Regions from separate parts of the Mus musculus genome. Here region 2 is linked to region 1. Evidence: chromatin contacts called from public HiChIP or PLAC-seq data. All regions are on one chromosome and are shown on one strand. Each heading gives the region's core, a stretch centred on a gene start, on an enhancer-like site or on the middle of the called end of the contact. The rest is flanking DNA. Distances are from core to core; before and after follow the strand shown.

The links. HiChIP or PLAC-seq counts read pairs in DNA pulled down with a chosen protein or histone mark.
Region 2: an H3K27ac HiChIP or PLAC-seq map of embryonic fibroblasts shows a contact between it and region 1, with 2.6 times the contacts expected there. The contact joins two enhancer-like sites. A contact is called at or near these places in 1 of 15 datasets of contacts at CTCF or cohesin (the NIH/3T3 cell line), 4 of 484 Hi-C or Micro-C datasets (Th1 cells, beige adipocytes, nephron progenitors and 1 more) and 1 of 115 datasets of contacts at active chromatin or transcription factors (embryonic fibroblasts).

Annotation. Positions count from the first base shown.
Region 1 is chr1:170,739,568-170,744,179 of GRCm38.p6, forward strand. The region is part of intron 15 of Atf6 (activating transcription factor 6); the gene reads right to left. Among named protein-coding and RNA genes, the nearest start is that of Gm23523, 9.9 kb to the right of the region's middle. Within about 2 kb of position 2,129, at least 31 of the 459 cell types and tissues checked have an H3K27ac peak or open chromatin away from gene starts, as enhancers often do. A contact at or near this core is called in the NIH/3T3 cell line and embryonic fibroblasts, where this site is marked.
Region 2 is chr1:170,827,607-170,832,218 of GRCm38.p6, forward strand. All of the region lies in intron 7 of Atf6 (activating transcription factor 6), which reads right to left. Among named protein-coding and RNA genes, the nearest start is that of Gm25235, 3.0 kb to the right of the region's middle. Within about 2 kb of position 1,960, at least 18 of the 459 cell types and tissues checked have an H3K27ac peak or open chromatin away from gene starts, as enhancers often do. A contact at or near this core is called in the NIH/3T3 cell line and embryonic fibroblasts, where this site is marked.

The DNA of each region.
Region 1 (4,612 bases), core at 879-3,378:
CACACACATATAGTTTTCATCTTGGTATCTCTTAGCTACTAACACAATGATGAAAACTTCAGTAATGTGATTTGAGCCAACTGTCTACAAAGGCACCCACAGATTAACTGTATGCAGGAGCTAACCCAACTGTTAGAAGAGGAGGAAAAAAGGCAACATTAACGGTCCTTAGAATGGGTGGCTAAGAGGAGATTTATCTGTTTCAATTCTTTCAATGGTTCCTATCAGCTATCACAGACTTAGTGTGAACCAGTTTCCCTGGGAAAATAAATGGTCACACACAAAGTAATGTAGACAAAAATGTGAGCAGACAGACTCTTTCTCTACTAAATGTCACATTGTATTTGAATACAGAGCTGGTTTATTGTTCTGGGACAGGCTGGTTTATGGAAGGGGCTGGTGGTTACTTTTGGAAAGTGTTTTCTAAAAGGGGGTTTTGTATGTTTAAATGCCAAGGAACAGTAAGCAAACTCTGAAATTGATGTCTTCTAAATTTGGATGGAATGAATTTATACAAAAGTCTTTAATTAGATAAAATCCCAGGAAAGCTGTACTTTATGGTCCTCGTGTTTCTTCATACTTTAATACGCAGTGAAAACAGCTGGCTTATCATTAAACACGCAAGAAGCTAGTCTGCGAGCAAGTCTTACTAGGAACAGAAATGCTTCCTCTTTGTTCTCATCATGGAGGATGAGGTCAGCAACACAGTATCTGCTACTCCGCAATTATAACAGCAAATTAACATTGACAAATTTACAGTCTTCACTCACTCACACATTGTTCTTAAGAGAGGCTCGGTCTACAGAATACTGCTTGCAATGGACCATGAAGTCCAGTTATGGTCATTTGAACCTTCTTAGTTATCTTAATAGTTAAGTATGGCTAATACCTACCTTGTAATAGTCTCTGTGAGGACCAACAGATGCAGAAATATATTTAATGCACATAGTGGGTGCTTAAAAGGGGAGATTTAAACCTGAATTTAAAACCCTAATCTATTGATGCTTCATGACAGCGTCAACACTGATCCTCATTGTAGTTTAGGTACCAAGGGTCTGGGCCTTCAGGAGAAGAATTACTATCAATGAAGGATCCATCATCAGTGGTACCCTGCATCCTACCATGTGTTCTGCCATCACCCTAGGTTTGCAGAGGTTGGAAAACAGCCCCTTACGGCTGATGAAGTCCAAGAAGAGGAAAAGGAAAGCTACTGTGGGTAGATGGTGGAGGGTCCAGTCTGGGAGTCAATGTGAGTCACTTTAGCTAGAGCCGTGATATGGATGGGGCAGACGGGGGCCTGGAAGAGAGGTATAAATGATTCTTAAAGTAAAGTTTTATGGATCTTAAGGTATTTGAATTACTTTCTGTTCATTTACTGGATTACCCTACAGTTTATGTGTCATAATATATATGACTACTTTTAACAAAAATTTAAAAGATCTTATAATCCTTTGTAATAAGGTTGAATTAACAAAATATTTTACCCCTAAACCCCCAAACTATGCAATAGATAGTCAGCAATTCTCAAAAACCAAACATTCTATTTAAAAAAATACTTTAAACCTCATGACTATTGTGAGTGATCAGCATTATCTATTCCTACCATCTGACTGCTCCAACAGTGCAGTTCATGTTTCTGATAATTCGCTCACAGTCCTTTTCATGGAGCCTTGCTCATTCTTTAAAATGAAAAAAACTGATACAAATACTTTACTGTCAAGTAAGTTGCTCCTGCTTTAAAAAAAAACCATAAAAGGCGTAGCAGTGCTATGATTTTCTTATGTACTTACTCATGTATTAAATTATCTCAGAGTCACACAGTAATCAATATCACAATGAGATGATTTTCCAACAGATGACAGAAATAGCTTCTAATATATTTATCTTTGCCCTCAGCAAACACTAAGTTGTTCTTCTGTGTGCTTTCAGTGATGTGAACAGATGGCTGTGTCACTTAGCTGCAGTGCTGTGTCCTGGGACCTGGAAGAATGTGTTCTAGTCTCAGCAATTCAAGTAGCCGGGCTGGATCCGCTCTTTACCACCCAGCATCTTTTTATGCCTCTCCTTATTTGTCTATCAGGGAGCTCTGCTAGACTATGCTTCCCAGCTCTACGACTCCTTATGATCTCCATGTGTCCTGCTTCCCAGGAAAGCTACTGACTCTGAGGCATGAATCACACTGAGCTGCAACAACAACATTACACTAAAAACAAAAGTGGAACCAAATTATTCTATTTTATGGCATCAAACTAAGCAATAATTGCAAAGGAATTTAACATTTATAGTGGGGATTTAATTTGGTTTTTAGTGAAGCAAATGCTTTATTTATTTGTTCTAGGCAAGAAGAAGCTGGAAGAAATGACTAATAGAATAGTTTTTATGTGACTTATTCTGTCCTTTTTATCTCCATAATCCATCAGAGTATTTCTGACTTGACAAGCGTGGCTGGTCTAGGTAACCATAAACATGCAGGAGGAATGGCGGTGTGTGAGGTTGGAGGGGAACCTTTCTCATTCTCATGGATCAGTTGCTTTGAGGGAAGTGATGCCATAAGCAGCCCCAGGGGAGACCAACAGCCATGTAGGTGAATTTGGAGGCACATCATTTAGACCCAGGGACATCTCTGGATCCAGACAGCATCTGAACTGGAAGCTCAAGAGATACCTGGAGCTAGAACCAGGCTGCTAAGCTCCCTGACCCTCAGGCACAGGGTGGATAAGATCTCTTCTTTTAAACCAGTAGGTTTAGGGGCAACTTGTGAATTAGGAAATAGATAACTCATATGTATAAAAATTGTTTTTGCTGAGATGAATTATCATCTTTTTTGTTTCTTTTTTGCCTAGAGGATAACTCCCCAATTGTAGTCTCTGTAAAAGCACCATCCTTTACAATCTTTTATACTGTTGTTAGGGAAATCTTTTCTAAGTATTACTAAGTATGCTCTTTGACAGCTTCAAACACGTATATAACACAATCTGATTATTCTCTTCCCTCCCCAACTTCCTCCTAACAATACCATCAATACCTCAACAGGTTCTTTCCCAGATTCAAGACTTTCAGTTCTCTTTTTGACCCATTTAGTTTAATCAAGGACATCTGTGTGAACACTGGATTGGAACGATCCATTAGAACCTTATAGGATCACTAGTGGGTAGACAACTGAGGAAATGCCCTCTCCCTGAGTCTATCAGTGGCAAATAGTTTAGCAGGAAGGTGTAGGGAACCCCTGAGCCCCTCCTCAATTCATTTTTGTGTAGACACAATGCAGGCACCACAGCTGCTGCAGCAAGGTTATGGCTGCCAAGGCTGAGTGCATCCTGCCCGGAGGATGCAGTCTGCAGCCCTTCTCCCTGTCAGTCTGCCTCTGCATCTTTTCCAGCCCCTCCTCTTTAATGTTCCCTGTACACCTCATGCATCCGTGAGCCTTAGGGATATCTTCTACACACACTGGTTTTGCTTCCTCCCTGTTCAAAGTCTTAGTAGCTCCTCAAATTCACAGGATTAATCAAACTCCATAATATCTCATACAAGGCCTTGATGAACTGGCTTCTGCAGGCAATGCTTGGTTTACATTAGGCTTATTTCAGTCTTCCAAAAGGGCTGAAGTAGACAGATTCACGCTGTCCTCAGACCAAACTACTACGCCTTCTCCAACAAGATGGATGGCACTTTTTGGTCTGGGAGCCTAATAAATCTCTCTTCCCTTAGGCTGCATCTGTCAAGTATTTGGTGTCAGACACAAGAATAGTAACTAATACAGCATCTACTTAAGCCCCTTTTATGTATTTGACAGTTATTTTTGTAAGGCACTAGGAATAACAAAGACATATAAGTAAGGTTCTTTCTAAAACAATTACATTTCTTACATTTCTTTATTTTGTGTGTGCCTGGGCCACAGCATACACGTGAGGTCAGAGGACAACTTGTAGGAGCTGGTGCTCCCCTTCTAACCATGTGAGTTTAAGGGATTACTTTGGTGGTAAGTGCCTTTAGCTGAGGAGCCATCTTGCTGGCCCCAGATAAGGTTCTTAACATAAAATTTAGCAGAGAAATCAGACAAATGAACTATTGGTTGATTACAAGTGAGATGAATGTTACAAAATTGAAAGAGTTCATTATTCTGGCATATCAAGGCTAAGTTACACTGCGGACATGAATAGTTATTAACTAGGGGATTACACTGCAGTTACACTGCGGACATGAATAGTTATTAACTAGGGGATTTAATGGAAAAAAGGAATCAGGATAAAAAAAATCAGTCTAAATTTCAGCCCCAAGTTGTTGCTGTTGTCGTCGCCATCATCATCACCACTAACAACAAAAACAGCAAAGAAGAAAAGGAAGAGGGGATGGAGATGGCTCAGCAGTGACACACATGAAAACTTAGTAGACTGTATTTGACAGAAAACAAAATCATAATTAAATGGAAAAATCACATTGGCTTCACCAATAGACATAAACCACATAGAAGTTGGGCAGGAAGCACATGTCTTAAATCCCAGCACTTGGGAGGCAAAATTAGATAGATCTTTGTGAGTTCAAGGCTAGCTTGGTCTACTGAGTGAGTTCCAGGACTCTCTGTGTAGCCAAGGCTACACAGAGAAACCATGTC
Region 2 (4,612 bases), core at 710-3,209, 88 kb after region 1:
TTTAGACAACCCCAAACTCCATTGAAGAGAAACTGCAAATACTTTAACAAAGCATAGTTTTCTTTTATTTGCAGTCATTGGTAGTAGCAAAGCCAAAAGCTAGTCAGCACAAAAGTGACTTTTTCCTTCTGAAATCTGGACAGCTTCTAAGAGCACCAAATCTTTCCTACTGAAATTATTCTGACAGATTCCTTGACTCTGCAGCCTAAAGAAATATCATGGTCTTGATGCTCTTAACAAAAGCTTTAACAAAATGATTTTTTAAAAGGCATTCGGTTGCTAAAAGTTGTCTACTCATTCTCTCTCTGATTTAAGATAGGATAAAAGGAGAGCCAATTCACATTTAGCCCTAAAAGAGGACCTTGGATGTTTAGTGTTTAGAGGTTTGATTTGGTTTCTGAAAAAGAACACAAGTAGAGTGCCCGTTACTTTACATTGTAAATAGACTGTAGAATTACATCGTTCTTGAGAAACATCCTTCAAGGGGGGTCTCTAGTGAGCTTTATTCCTTACTGGACAAGCTAAGAATGCAAAGTTATAACCATCTGTGACGGGAGTTAACCAGTCATTTCTTGGTGTCATGCTCCCTACAGAAACTTTGAAAGAGGAGCTACAGAGTCCCTCTGGTAAAGGAGAAGGGCTGCTTCCACCTTGCTGTAAAAATGGAAGACTTCCAAGTTCATATTTGTCCATTGGATGAAAAGAGCACATCCACAGCACTTCAACCTAACACCCGAAATCTCGAACTTTTTAATACCATTTCTAGAAAAAAAGGAATCATAATACAAGCTGGAGAGATAGCTTGGCTAGAGCAGTGGCTGCTCTTCCAGAGGTCCTGAGTTCAATTCTCAGCAACCAACTGTAATGGGATCTGATGCCCTCTTCAGGTGAGTCTACAGACAGTTACAATGTACTCATATACATAGGATAAATAAATAGCTCTTTTAAAAAATTAAAGAGAAAAGGAAAAGAAATGCAAAATCCAATTTGGAACTGGAGAATGCCCTTTTCAGTATTCCTAATGCCCGCAGGCATGTGGGAAGGAATTCTCCCCTACCTTAGTAACCTTCTTTCCATGATAGCTCTGTGGACCTGACACAGGAGTTCAAAAAAAGATAGCCCTCTTGGAAAGGTGTGTGTGTGTGTGCGTGCATGCACACACGTGTACACGTGTCCATGAATGTTCATGTTTGTGTGTCAAGGTCTCCAATCAGAAAAGATTGGAAAGTGTGCAGAGTGAAGAAGGGTTTAATAGATGTCCCATAGAGTGAATGGGTAGGCAGGGAGAAACGGCTAGGGCCTCTAGCAACACAGTGTCAATCACTCTCACCTCTTAGGTTCTTTCTAGTTCTGTACTAATTCATGATCTTTTCCTTTCCATTGTTCCAGGCAATGAATTTCAGTAAAACTCTCAGCTATGTTGGTCCACTATAAAATATATAGAATATAATTTCACCACATTTTTCATGGTCCTTTATCCCAGTAACTCAAATCTCATAATTTTAAAATCCTAAATTAAGGTGATTAGGGCTCATGAACTGTTGAGAGGAGAAGAGATGGAAACAATGTAACAGACTTAAACAGAATGCTCCAGCCTAACCTCACACCTGGCAACATTCAACTGCCCTTCAACAGAAAGATACCCATGCTCTCTACCAAGCCAACTTTATAATTCCAGAATTTCATTTAACAGAGTACATAGAGAATGTCTATACTAAAATAAAATGTCTATTTTTTTCATCAGGATCAGAGCTAAAACCAAACTGTACTTCTTGAAAATGTAGGTAAGGTTTCCAAGAGTTAAACATAACAGATTTACCAGCAAAGGCAGGAAGACTGAAATTATAATCTGAGCCAGGCAAACTGTTTCATAACAGAAAATGTGGCACTTAATGTAGTCTGCAGAAGATGGTATGCTAGCAACGCTACGTATGGCGGTAGCTGGCCCCTAGAGAATGCGGCTTGCCAAACAAAAGAATTCAAAACAGGTAGGGAATGAGTAGCCATGTCAACATTACAAAGCCACGAAAGACTGATAGTAGTTTTCTGAATTACAACTTTTCCACCATATGGTTTAAAAGCACAAAAATGGCACGACATGAAAAACTGAGGGATACATTTTGAATCAAGACTAACTACACTAACTCACATTTAAGGAGACTTAAAAAACATATGCATGCTACTAACATAGAGGCTGTTCCGGTGGCTCAGTCCTCTCTACAGCTCCTTCTAGAGCAGGCTTTACTTTGGGTGCCTTGGGAAGATTAGCAGACTAATGCTTTTCTACCTCAAAGAAATATGAAAAACTCACATTGAAAAGTCTTGACTCATTTCCTATGTGGTGGTTTGAATAACAAGGCCTCCCCCTTCCCACCTCTACCATGCCCCTCTCAAAGACTCCTATATTTGAATGCTTAGTCACCAGGGAGTGGCACTATTTGAGAAAGATTAAGAGGTGTGACCTTATTAGAGAAAGTGTGTCACTGAAGCCCATTCTAGACCCACTTCTCTCTCAGGATATAGCTTTCAGCTACTTCTTCAGCACCATGTCTGCCTGCATGCCACCATGCTGCCTGCCATGATGATAATGGACTAAACCTCTGAAACTGTAAGCAAGACTCCACTTAAATGTTTTCTCTTATACGAGTTGCTTTGGTCATGGTGCCTCTTCACAGCAATAGAACAGTGACTAAGATACCCTGCTATGCTATAAATGAAAACAGCTCAGAAACTGCGATTCTGTTTAACTGGAAGATCATCCTAATAGTCTTTTGGTCTCTTATATTAAACACAGACTACATCAATATCCCTTTTATAATTCTGTCAGCTCTAATTTCTGAATCAGAGCCAATACTACTAACAATAAAAGATAACACTCATCAATACAGATACACTCTCATCTCAAACATCCTAACTAAGGTGTTTACTAAGACTTTGTCAGCAAGTTACTCAAAACTTCCCAGAGTCCTCTAAATACTGCAAAAGCAGAACATATGTTCTTTCACATCAAACAACCAATGAAAGATGTCTGGCTAACAGACCAACATGCAATTAACTGAATTTGTTTGGAGATTACAAATGGTTCAGGGAATCCATCACTGTCAGCATTCAGCTGCCTATTAATCACAGTCTAAAAAGAAAACTGGCCTCCAGTATCTAAACATAATGTCTGTATCTACAAGCTTAGGATTTGAAGAGCTCTTTCTATCACTTACCTGCACCTGTTCCAGATGACCCACTGGAATAACCCAGAAGAATTCTGTTGTCCACATGACACCCTACCTTTCCTAACAGATAGCTCCTTTGTCTACCTTCAGTCTTCTCTTTTAATGTACTGAATCACTACAATCCTTAAACAGTCTTCTATGGCATGGTCTCTTGGGGATGGGACGGGTACTAAAGATTGAACCTAGGGCCTGTGCATGCCAAGCAAGCACTGTGCTACGGACCACATTTCCAGCCCTCAGTTTTTAGAAACCTTTCCCATCTTTTGTTCCTCTGGAATTCTAAACACTTGGGATATTATAATTGTTAAAAAAAAATATGACTATGTTAATATTTAACAACTACACCATACTATCATTCTACTTAAAGTTCTAAGGTAATGTCAAATGTTTTCTACTGTTAGTTTCATTCGGGAATATCACACACACAAAAAATGCCAAACTCCTAATTTCAAAATTATTCAGAAGATATTTGAAGGGATCTTTGAATTGTTGGAGAAGCAAAGGCCACAGCTGGAAGCCAGGACAGGGAATCCCTGCTAGAGGAATAAGTTCTGTTTCCTGAGTCGGGTTTTAAGTTAAATTCTGTGTGCCCTACCTCTTCCTCTTCAACACCTTTCCTTTCTTAGACCTTAAACCCAAGCCCTGTGTACACAGCAGTCACCCAATGCCCTTCCTTACCCACTTCATGTACTCCAGAAAGCCAGTCAGGAAGTTAAAATGCTACTTTTACACTGCAAGGAAGGGGACAAATCCCTGAACCCTTGTCCCTGACAGCCCCACAGTCTCACTCCCCTTCAGCACTGAATCTCCTAAGGGGTCTCCCCAGAAGGAATGGAACTGAAAGCCTGGTATTAGAACCAGCGCCTATCCCCTGTCATGTGGAACGACTGCCCTGGTATAAACTTGATCGCATCCACCAAGGTCAGAGGTCCTAGATAGTTTGGGGGATATACAGACATGTACTTGGGGTGGGGGTGGGGGAGTGGGTCATATCTCCCTGTTCTTGTTAATCTCCATGATTGTACTGGCTAGTTTTGTGTCAACTTGACACAGTGGGAGTTATCACAGACAAAGGAGCTTCAGTTGAGGAAATGCCTCCATAAGATCCAACTGTAAGGCATTTTCTCAATTAGTGATCAAGGGGGAAAGGCCCCTTGTAGGTGGGACCATCTCTGGGCTTGTAGTCTTGGGTTCCATAAGAGAGCAGGCTGAGCAAGCCAGGGGAAGCAGGCCAGTAAAGAACATCCCTCCATGGCCTCTGCATCAGCTCCTGCTTCCTGACCTGCTTGAGTTCCAGTCCTGACTTCCTTTGGTGATGAACAGCAGTATGGAAGTGTAAGCTGAATAAACCCTTTCCTCCCCAACTTGCTTCTTGGTCATGGTGT